Linked DNA regions of Gossypium hirsutum: region 1 is linked to region 2. Evidence: chromatin contacts called from public Hi-C data. All regions are on one chromosome and are shown on one strand. Each heading gives the region's core, a stretch centred on a gene start, on an enhancer-like site or on the middle of the called end of the contact. The rest is flanking DNA. Distances are from core to core; before and after follow the strand shown.

Region 1 (6,260 bases), core at 3,080-5,579, 250 kb before region 2:
ATGTTCTAATGATCTCTTCCTACATTTTAAACGAAGTTCTGAATGGCTAAATAAATAAAATTTCAGTTCTTTACAAGTATTTTTGATGGTTTATCTTTTTACCATTCAATTAAGAACTAAACCAACCTGCAAAAGAGGAACCTCCTCAATTGGCAGCTCTGCACCAAGATCTCCTCTTGCAACCATTGCCTAAAATAGAAGAAAAAGGATTACCTTTTACATATAACATATATGGCTGAACTGGCAATAACTAGTTACTTTCATATCACATTATAACTCACACTTTCATCACCCTCCCTGTTACAGTAGAGAGAATAGTAAATAGAAGTAACGGCTAACTTTCCTAGATGGTACTTAATGGTTGAATGAAAAGTCTCATAATATTTTAGCAACAATTTTCCCAAAATTTTTACAATATTTTTTCAGAAGCAAAGACAAAGCTGAATGCATGAAATAGTTAATGTGATCACCCCATCAGATGCTGTTATAATTGAATGCAAATTTGGAATAGAATCTGCACTTTCAATTTTAACAATAACATGAATATCTGCATCGCAACCTGCCAAAAACGAAGGAGAAAGACAACAATATTAGAATTTAAGGCATGGGACAAGTCCACAGTTATTATTTTATTAAAAAAAAACTATAAGCTAAAAAAAGTTACTCTGCAGATAATTCTTCAACTCATGAACCACTTCTGCATCTTTAACAAAAGAAACAGCATAAAAGTCGACTTTATTGTCTACACCAAATTTTATGTCATCCCAGTCCTTTTCTGCAGTAAACCATCAGAAATAAATAATCTGTTGCTCCTCAAGATTTCTCAACCATGTATTGAGGAGAGTGGGAGAAAAAAGGAGAAAGAGGAGAGGAAGTGGAAAAGCTACAAAGTAATTGAAAATTCAACAATGAAAATTCAAGGACCAACCTGTAATAGAAGGCAGTGTAGCACTTTTTCCTCGGACATTTAAATGCCGCCTAGATTTAAGCTCACCACCATCAACTACTTCACACTTCACTGAATCTTCTGTCTTCAACTTCACTACCAATGACATCATACCACCTACATTGTGAATCAAAAGTCAGAGGAGCATATAATCAACAAAAGAAGTGTGCTGAGATTTTTCTAGTGTTTTGTTTTCATAATCTAGCTCAGACTACTTAGCAGACCAAACTCTTGCTTGATAATGAAAGGATACACATTAGTCTGGAAATGCAAAGATGGTTATAGATACTTTTACTCTGGACCAGCTCAAGGTGTTATTCGATAAAAAAAATTAAGTACTGAATTTTATAAATTTTGAATTTTTATAGGAAATCTCTTTGGTGTATTAGTAAAAATTAAGTACAAATTGTTAGATAATGGTATATCTTTATTTCCAAAATTATTTATTTCATAAATTCAATTTTATTAATTTAATGTTTTATATTATTTTGAATAGTTTTGGATAAAAGTTAAATATATTAAATTGAATATTTCATTTTTTAATAAAATAAAAATATTTTTATTTCATATATACGTTTTTTAAAAATAAAATCAACTTAACATTTTCAGCATTAAGTAATAAGTAGTTATCTACTTACTAAATGAACACTTTAATGTAGAAAATTTTTGTATCAAGCAAAAATTTTATAGGGTTATCAAACACATTCAGAAAATTAAATGCTGAAAATTTTCATTTCCAATACAATGAAAATTTCAATGTTTTATCAAACCCTACGTCAACAGAATCAACATAATTTCTCTAGAATGCTAAAGATTTCATTTGTCACTTAGAAATGGCAAAAGACACTCCCGACCCAACAACAGCATCAGCACACCCCAACTAGCAAATTAAGAACATGGCAGAAGAAGTAAGACCCTTTTTAATTCATTTCTAGATCATTAAATTCTTTCTTCAGCTAATGCTACATATTTGCAGTCTTAAGACTCTTGATAATTGAATCATAATACTAAAAGCATATCATCTTTTCAGACTGAAGGCAAAGTGAGTTTGCGCATGCATGCTTGCTGCTGGTGTCAGGGAAAAAAAGGGGGCGGGGGAGAAGGGAGGTATTGTTATTAACAAGCATATAAAACATCAAAAGTTAACAAAACCTGAATACTTTCACAATCTCTTGAAGTTTCAAGACAGCATACCGTCAACAAGAAGCATGTCACCCACTTCTACATCGTTAACAAAATCATCATAGTTGACACTGACACAATCAGGTGTCCCAACTCCTCTCTTAATTGTAAAAGTAAATTCCTGCCCAGTTGTTAATGTGATTGGTTGAGGCAAGTCACCGCTCCTAACTTCAGGACCCTAACAAACAGAGCCAAAATAACATAAGAACATAATAAATGAAGGTTTACAGAAACTGAACTAATAGAACTATCAGACGAAAATCACATAATATCCAGTTATATAATTGTTGCCTACAACACTACGTCCAACAATTTTAATGGCTCATAACCTCACAAGTAAAACAAACGAATAAAGACAAAAACCATATGCACACACACATGTAGACTTATATTTGTATTGCAGACTCTAATAAGTACCCAAACCATATACTAACATACTGTCACTTGTACATACTTGGCAGTCTTACTCCAAAATAGAGTGTCATGATGACCATAACAGAACCTGTATCCAAAATCCAAGAAACAATTGGCATGTTCATATAGGTTTTTGTTAAGAACATTGTCTAAGATGACAAAATTCTGACAATAATTTTGACAAAGAAAGGTATCACTGATGTCTAAGTCTGACAACACCAAACTGTTGGCTCAAGCAACCTGGCATAACTGCTTTTACACTGTAAAAAGGCAAATGAAGTTGAGGGAACTTGCCTTGGTGTCAAGCATGATTGCGATAGTGTTGTCTTTGGATTGTGCATTATATTCCTTGACTAAATCAATAACTTTCTGATGAGATGCATGGTCTCCATGAGACATATTCAAGCGAGCAACATTCATTCCAGCCTCAGCCAATTTCCATATCATTTCCCTTGTGTTTGTTGAAGGACCAATAGTACAAACAATCTTTGTTTTACGCCTAACAGTAGGCTTGGACCACATACCCACTGATCCATCACCTACTTGCTGAATCCCCCTTAACTGCTCATATTGCTCCTCCCTCTGAAGAAAAAAAGTAAGAAAAGTTACAAGCAATGATTTCTGGTGATTTTCTCTCTTCAACTGTCCATGATAAGTTATTTGAGCATAGATATAATGGCAATTCAAAGCATAGTGACTATGTCATTCAACGGCAATGCCACCATCCTATACCAGTGTAAAGCAGAAATTTCAAGTGAAATACACCGTGTAACTGGAACTTCATCATTTTAACCAAACACTTAAGTTGTTATACACTTCAAGGTTCCTTTTCTTTCAACGGCAAGGGCAAACAGGTGAAAGTTATGCCCCATGTTACTTATTATTCTCTGGATAATTTCTTTAGCACAAAATCAACCGACAGTGCACCAAAGACTGGCTTGTAAAAAGATCTCAGCGGAAATTTTGACTCGAGTCCTAAATATTTCTCATTTATAGTCCAAAGTGACCAGGAAGTTTCCTCATTTTAGAGAAAAAAAAACCACCATTTCCATTTATGGATTGTGCAAGTTTCACTAATAGGATAATGCATTTTCGAAAATACAAACATGACCTTATTCAACTTGACACACTCCATTCTTATTAAAAAAAAAACAATCAGCATGCTCCATGATAATAAGATCACTCCACTTATATAATACCACGCCTATTGCTTTCTTAGCCGCTAGAAAAATCGAAAAAGTTAACAAAGATCTAATGCGTTTTTTTTATATTTTTTCTTTTAGCATGAGATGGCAGCAACCAAATTCATAATCAAAGCGGAAGATCAGAGAGGTCGGGAGTGGGCCAAACCTTAGGTACATCCTCAGGTGAAACGGGAATAAGTTCAGGCTCGGCACGTGCGGCTCTCTTAGCAGTAATCCTAGAGTTCCTAGTAAGCACGACGGCGTTGCTCTTCCTGTGGTCAGGTAAGAGTACTTTGGAAGCGAAGGACGCAGGCTTAAGCTTCTCCACTGGGTCCTGAAGGGATCCGGAGGCCTTGCTGAAGAAGTTAGCATGGATGGATCTAGTGGCCACCACTTGAGCCATTGCTAAAATGAGAGATAGAAAGGGTTTCAGGGGAGAGGAAGGCGATGGGGTTTCGCTGATAAAATTGAAGGTTGGAGCAATCGCCGCTAAAACAATGACTTTTAAAAGAGGACGCTGCAGAATGAAGTGTGCTTAGTTTGTATCGACAAACACTATGCACCTATTTTATTCAAACTGTTTTTTTTAATGTGAAATTATACATATAAATTTTAATTTAATGTAGATATATATTTTTTTTATTGTGATTTAAATATATATTTAAAATTTTAATTTTAATTTTAATTTAATTATATAAATTTAATGAAATAAATACATTAATATATTTTTATATGTAATAAATATAATTATTTATTTATAGAATATATAATCATAAAATAATATTATATAAATAATTATATTAATAATATATTAAAATTAAATTAAATTAAAATTTCATATATATAAATACCCATTAAAATTTGTTCTTTTCAAAAAAATGGATGGAAATTAGGCAAATTATTATTATTAAAACAAAGAAGACAATTTATTATTGTTGTTATACAACGTGGTGTCGGAACCCCTGGTATCATTCGTCACTTTTTTGTTCAAGTGTCATCATAACGTTGGTCTTGTTCTGGGTTGGGATTAAAGTTGAACCCTCCATAGGATTTCCAATTTCAATTTGCCTCTCGTGGTTTTCCGCATGTATCGTTTATGATTTGACTTTGACAAGCATTTCCATTCTTTTCATTAAACATTAAACTTGTGTTTTGTATTGGGTATATGGATTTAAATTTTTAAATTTTGAATTTATTTTAGTTATAATTTTAAATTTATCTCTTAATGTTTTGAAAATAAATTTATTTTAGTTAAATTTAATCCTCAACCTATTAAAAAAAGTTAAATTTATTTATTAATTTTTTAAAAAATAGTCAAAAATAATTTTTCCTTCAACGAGGATGCTAGCAAAAATAATTTTTCCTTCAACTAGAATGCTAACTAAAATATTAAAATTTTAAATAAAGCAACTTGCATGACAATCCACTTGTATTTCATGTTAATTTTTAAAATTTTTATTAAATTTTTATATTTTTTAATTTTATTTTTGATTTTTGATTTTTGATTTTTGATTTTTGATTTTTGATTTTTGATTTTTGATTTTTGATTTTTGATTTTTGATTTTTGATTTTTGATTTATTTGTTGACATAACATATAAGATAAATGGTGTTATGTTAGTAGGATAAGCACATAAATTGTCATGCGAGTTGCTCCATCAACAACGTTAAAAAATTAATGTTTTAATCAGTATTTTCATTAAAAAAATGATTTGACTCTTTTTTGAAAGGTTAAGAGCTAAATTTAGCTAAAAAATGGAATAATGATTAAATAGACAAAAAAAATGCAAACATTAAGGGCTAAATTTATCATTATGCCTTTTATTTATTATGGAAATAGTAACAATGAAATGTATATATCTATAATATTAATAAATCCCTGATTGAGTTGGTGTCACAAGTCAATCAGACACCAACTCGATTTGAAAATTACAAAAATGATCTTTCCTGTTTAAAAAATTTTATATTATTTGAAGGTGTTTTTGTCCTTTTAATTAAAAAAGTAATAAAATTTGCATATGGTGAAATTTAAACTCATGCCAGTTACATTGAAAAAACTTTAAATTTATCACTCAACCAATATTTTATTTTAATTACTTATATATTTTAATTGTAGAGATTAAAAATGTGATGGTAAATTTCAAAATTTCCCCATTAAATAAAATATAAATTTGATTGTTTTTAATTTTTTTAGTGATATTTAGTACTTAAAAAGTTAGTTTATTAGTAGCAAACAAGTAATTTAATCTATTTATTTTAATTTTATTTATTTATTTATTTTAAATAAAATAAATTAATAATATGATTAAATTGAAAATAGAATTTAAATATTTCATATTATTAAATTAGAATATTAATTTAAATTTAAGTGGCATTTAAAATATATTTAAAATTAAATAATGTATTATAATTTTGTGGCAAAAAAATATTAAATAAATAAGAAAAAGGTAATATTCTCTGTGAGAAATTTTAAAACAGTTACTTTCCATGCCCTCTTTAGTGTCTTAGTAGGAAATAGGAATATGGCTCCTCTAAT
Region 2 (6,157 bases), core at 189-2,688:
ATGAGATTAAATATCATATTGGTACATGAATGTATATGTATGTAATTAAATTAGATATGTTGCATCTTTGTTAATAGAAAGGATAGCATAAAATGTTATTTTGATTATTAAATGAAATGGTGTATGAGAATGATATTTGAGTATTAAATATACAATTTGATTTGGTTGAATTGTGGCATATATTGGTTGAATTCTTATAGTAAATATGCTTATTTTGTGACTTGAATAATGAAAGTATTACTGAACTTTATCGCTTACAGCACGATTTGTTTATTTAGCATATAGCTTGCAACCCTCGGCTTAGAAATGTTTGTATAGTCCCTTTCATTTTGATATATGGCATGTACCTAGGTTTGAGTTGGTTTTGATATTAAATTGGATAAATGTTTTAATTAGGTACCATTTGGAACATTTGCAAATAAACGGTTACGTCGCCACATCGAGCTCTTAACGTCGCGACAGGATCAAGTCAATGAGTTGTGTCACGACCAAGAACCCTTGAAGTTGTGACGTCAATCTAATAATTGGTAAACTTTATAATTTGGTCCTAGTTCAACCTCGGGTTAGTAAAAGAGTTTTCGTAAGCTCATATAAGACTTGGAAATGATTGTATAATATACTCAAAAGGACTAATATAATATTAGCATGTATTCATAGTTATATAGAATTGTATTTAATTATAATTATTTCGACAACGAATTTAATATCACGTAATTCAGATGTGATGACTTGATCGAATATAGAATGTTGCAGCACCTAAAAGTTAAATGACTAAATAGATAGTTTACAAAAAAAAATTGAAAGATAAATTTTGAATAAAACCCCCCAAAAAAATAATATCACATGCAAACAACTATGAAATATAATAATTGTAGTGACGGGGGATTGCGCGAGACACTGCAGGTGCAGGAGTCCCAATTTGCTGACAATTCTGAAGGAATTAAATAGGGTAAGTGCATTGCCCAATGGCTGCAACTTCACGCAAAATATAATTAACTGCTTTGCAACTTGCAAGTAAAAGTAAAACAGTCATACCTACATTATAATACAGTATTCAAAACTAAAGCTACCCCACCTACAAAATTTGGACTACATAGGCATTGACAGTAATTTTTTTAAAGAAAGCAATAATTAAAATATGAAAATCTATATGGATAATATGGTTACTGTATTTTATTCTATCTATTAAAATAGATAAATTAATTTTTAATTAAATAAATTATTTTTTAATATATATTAAATTAAAAAATAAATTAATTATTTTATTAAAAGTTTTATTTATTTTTAAGATTAAAAACTTATTCTTATATATTAACATGATATATATATAACATGTCGATATAACAATGTAGTTATTCTAAAAAAAATTAATTTTTAATTGAAGAAATAAATAAAAGTTTTCATATAAAAAATTAAAATTTTATTTTATTTAACGTCAAATAAAATGCAATCTTACTTGGGGGAGCATGATACTTTTAAGGATATTATCCATTATTGAATTACAGAAGAACCTCACACAATCTCTCTGGCTTCTCCCTTGAAACGCCCATAAAACGCAGGCAAAGCGGTGAAGTTTCTCTCTTAGATTTTGACAAGTAAAACTGTAAAAAAGCCTTTTGTCTCTCTGTTTCCATATGGAAGCTCTCAAATTTCTGAGGTTTTGGAAACCTAGCTGTGTGGCTATGAAAGAGAACCAGACCCAACGTTGTTGTGGAAGCATCGAAATTCCACATCATGAATTGGATGAAGAGGACGACTCTTTCATCGACTTGGAGCTTCCTTTGCACCACTTCAACCACCTCCATCTACGCACCCTTCACAAAACACCTGATTTCCAGCATGATTCGGCTAAGAATGATGACTTCCCCTTGTTGCCAATGCAGAATGATCATTTCTCCAAAAGAAAGATCCTCCCCATTGACCCAACCTCCAAGCCTCAATCTCCCTTACACCTGTTAAACTCTGCTCCCAAATTTGGAGCTTTTACTCTCAACAAGTCCAAGTCAATGGCAAATACCAGTAAAACATGTACTCCCCAGAGAAAAGAGTTGATCGGTATTTCTATGGAGACCCCAAGGCATGAAGAAAGGAGCAGTTCGAAAGATCTGATACAGAAATACTTGAATATAATAAAGTACGTAAAAATCTCCAAAAAAAGCATTCCAAGTGACAAGGCAAAGGTCTCACTCTCACCCTCAGGTGAGTTATCAAAGGTGGCTTCTCCGGCAACGGTGTATCCCATGAAGGGAGTACAGGGGAGTGTTTCGACAGGGGTTTGCAAGCAATTGGTAAAGAGCAGATCAGCCTCGTATGCTGCATCCCCAATTAATCGGAAAGATGATTCCTTGCTACTCCGACACGATGCGATTGAAAGCGCCATTTTGCATTGCAAGAAATCTTTCAATTCCTCATCAGGTAATTAGTTGTGTTTTTAAGCTAATACTAATCATTTGGTTTAATTTGGAATTGGATCCTTGGCTTGTTTTGACAGCAGAATCATCTTGGTTGTCGAGATGTACAAGTGATTCTTCAAAATACAAGTTAAGCAATGCATCTTCTTCTACAGGTCATGGTTTCAGATTCTATTTCTTATACTGTTGTTTGCACTAATTATCGAGCTCTAATTATTAATTAAAGTCTTTAATTTCCTCAGATTCTTCTCTTTCGTCCACGAATTACAAGCAATTATTATCACCTGAATAGAAACCTTGGGATTTATTATCATGATTATGTACGAAAGATGTAAACTGATAAGAACAAAAAGAACAAAAGGCTGGAATTTAGATATGATGGGCATTGGTGGGCAGTGTAAGCAGGGTTAGTACTTGTAAAGTTCATGGATAATTATGAAGAAATTGAAACTAATTCCCATTGTCTGAGCTCTTGTATTTATGGTAGCTTTGAAAGTTAAAGATGTGATGATTTCTGAATATATACTTGGGTGATTAATGCCTTTTCAAGGACAACTGGTAGTTTCTGGTGGGAGTTTGGTGAGAAGGGGAAGAAGTGGGACTAGCATGGAACCTTAATCTTAACTAGTGTGGTGATAGTGTATTTAAAAGTAAAGGTGTAATAGAATTTGGTGAGAAAGTGGAAGATGTTGGAGAAGCATGGAATCTTAGTATTAACAATTCTTCATACTTGTATAAAGACATTACACTCTTTATAAAAAAATACAAATTTAAAATTCTGGGTAATAAATCTCAAACATAAATAATAAAACAAACATTAAAAAAATAAATCATCATAAAAGAACTCTTAAAAACTTTCTTTTGTGTATGCTCTAAAGGGTGAATTATTTAGTTGGTCGCTCAGTTTTTAGAGCATTTGTTTTTTTCTTTTAAAATGAAATATTTACAATTTGGTCATCAAACTTTTAAGGCACTTTCATTTTACACACCCAAACATTAAATCTCTAATGGTAGTGCATACACCACTCCATGTTGATACTTTCATTTTAGTCACCCAAAAATTATTTTTTAAGTATTAATTGAGGTAAAAAGTAAGAATTAAAGTGAGAAAAATGATATTTATCTCATTGCTAAAATTCTAAATTTCTTGTTTTAATATTGAAATTTAAAATTTCAAAACATCAAAGTAATTTATTGAAATTTTTCTATATGTTGATAATGTCAACTGATTTGTTATTATAATATTAAAATTAATTAATTTAATCTACTTTTAAAATTTGAAATTTTATTATATGTTTTCAAATTATCCTTAACGAAATCAACTTAAATAATTCCTATTTAATAATTGTTTATAAAACTCAATTTTTTTTGTTTATATCATCCCGAATCTTCCATGTTAAGCTTAAAATAAAGGAAAAAAATACTTGAAATTAATTAAATCAATTGTTTGTTCTTTGTTTTGATAAAAAAGTGATGAAAAAAAAAAGAGTTTGGTTTGGGATGAAAGATAAAATTAATTAATTAGTTAATTGTAAAGATTGTTCTAAGATTTGAAATTTGGGTTTCTTAGACAAATATTAAGGACAATAATTTTCATTCATAATTTTTGAAATTAATTTCGATCCATTCATAATGTCAACCAATTTACTATTATAATTTTGAATCTTAATAGTTAAAAATTTATATTTCAAAACTCATATTTAGAATTTTCGGCAATGAGATAAATAAGTAAAATTTGACAATTTTTATGTATTATTTTAGTTCTTAGTGTCTTTTCATTTTAATTCTTGATTTTTCTTACCCCAATCAATAATTAAAAAAAATATTTTTTAGATGATTAAAATGGAAGTGACTTAAAAATTAGATGACTAAAAAGAAGGTACAAACATAACGTGACGTGTATGACTAATCATGTTTAGATGACTCAAATGAAAGCGCGACCCAATTGTAAGATAGTTTTCTCAATTGTAAAATTTTGTATCCATCGAAATGGGGTCTTACTCAACAATGATATAGTAGTTGGCAGATGTACCTGTTTCCTTTTTCTACGAGCGTTTCAATTCCTTGTAGGATAATTTGTGCATTTCTTTCTTAATATAAAATCTCAGAATCGAAAAGCAACGCCAAACAGGAGACGTAATGAATAGAAATGTGCAAATTATTGTTTGGTGTCATAAATGAAACGAAGACCAAAGGTTTTGTAAAATGATGACAGCAGAAAAAGCCAAATATCACCACAAAAACCAACCACACTCACAGTGCTACCCTTCTGATACCGTAATCATGTAAGTCTGCTTCACCAAGTTAAGACCAACAAACCCAACATTTAGTGCTACCTTACTGTTTATGTTGGAAGATGCTTTTTTATTTTTATTCTTTTAAGGATATAAAATGTTAATTTTAGACTGAAATAAAAGATTTAACGAGGGTTAAAAATGTAATTTCATTAAAAAATCCTTTTTCAAATTTTAACTTTTTTTTACTTGAATTAAAATCCCAAATTAAAATCAAATGTTTAGTTTGAAAACCCACTTCTTTACCAAAATTTTTTATTTGGTTGAAATGTGTTTTAAATTATCTTTTGAAACCAAAACTACTTTTAGTTTCATAATCAATGACTAACAAGGTTAATTTAGAATCAAAATTAACTTTTAAACTAACATTTAGATCCAACTAGAGCTAATCATTGGTCAAGTTGGGTCGGCTGATGTAAAATTATAAGTTCATTTTCTAAGCCAAGGTTCGTCCCGAGAAGTATCTAAGTCCGACTCAGATTAAAAATGTTAAACGCAAGCTCGACTTAGTCCGCCCTATTAAATTTTTAGATTATTTTTTATATAAAAATAAATTTAAAAAATATAATACATCAAATATACTAAAAACACTAAAATAAATATTTCCTGACAAATTGAAAATAAATTAAAAAAGTTTTATACTTAAATAACACTAAGTTTATTGCAACTTAGCAAACAAAATGTCTTTAAAATAGTAGCAAAATTAATAATAAAACAAGAGTTATACAATATTCAAATAATAATAACAAAATAGTAGTAATATAATGACGAAATGGTAGCAAAACAATAACGAAACAACAACAAAATAGCTTATTCGGGCTGGGCTCAGGCGAAAAATCCTACCCGAGGCCTAATTCATTTAGAAAACGAGCTTTATTTTTTGTCCAAATACATTTTCCGAACTTATATTTTTACCTAAACCCTTTCGCTTTTCAAACAGACCTAAACTGATAACCCGACTGTGATTAGATCTAGACCCAATTTCAAATGTCGAAAAAAAAACTTTTAACTTTTGGCTTTTGAATATAAAATTATCAAAATATTTTTCTTTATTTTTTTTCCAAAAAATTAAAATTTATTTGATTATCACATAATATTTATTTTGAAACTAAATGAATCCGTATTAATCAAGAATTTTTTAAAGTTTTAATTTACCATTGCTAATGATTATGTAACTTAATTTTTTTTTCTAATGTGGTGTTTTTTTTTTGCTAATTATGATTTTTTTCAATTAATTCTCTAATATAGTTTTATATTAAAAGGTATTTAAATTTTATGTTTAATGTATTAATATATTAATATATTAATTTATTTTAATTTTATATTTTATGAATTAATATATGAAATGAAATAATTTTAACTTAATGTTTACTTCCAACATAATATCTAAAATGACATTACAACTTCCCAGAACATTTTTTGACAGCGAAGGAAAATACTTTAAATTAACAA

The links. Hi-C and Micro-C count contacts between places; a contact is called where the count stands out from the background.
Region 1: a contact with region 2 is called in a Hi-C map of leaf, with 6 times the contacts expected there. The contact joins the promoter of LOC107945865 here to the promoter of LOC107914374 in region 2. A contact is called at or near these places in 10 of 34 Hi-C or Micro-C datasets (anther, callus, hypocotyl and 1 more).

What each region holds. Positions count from the first base shown.
Region 1 is chrA08:62,381,016-62,387,275 of Gossypium_hirsutum_v2.1, reverse strand. LOC107945865 (plastidial pyruvate kinase 2) reads right to left here and starts at 4,329. Exons shown (of 12, transcript XM_016880020.2): 1 at 3,893-4,329; 2 at 2,837-3,124; 3 at 2,141-2,306; 4 at 929-1,063; 5 at 665-775; 6 at 471-559; 7 at 127-189; 8 at 1-19. The coding sequence starts at 4,129.
Region 2 is chrA08:62,129,508-62,135,664 of Gossypium_hirsutum_v2.1, reverse strand. It overlaps LOC107914374 (membrane-associated kinase regulator 5), which reads left to right and starts at 1,438. Exons shown (of 3, transcript XM_016843362.2): 1 at 1,438-2,415; 2 at 2,495-2,566; 3 at 2,654-2,865. The coding sequence starts at 1,635. The coding sequence ends at 2,703.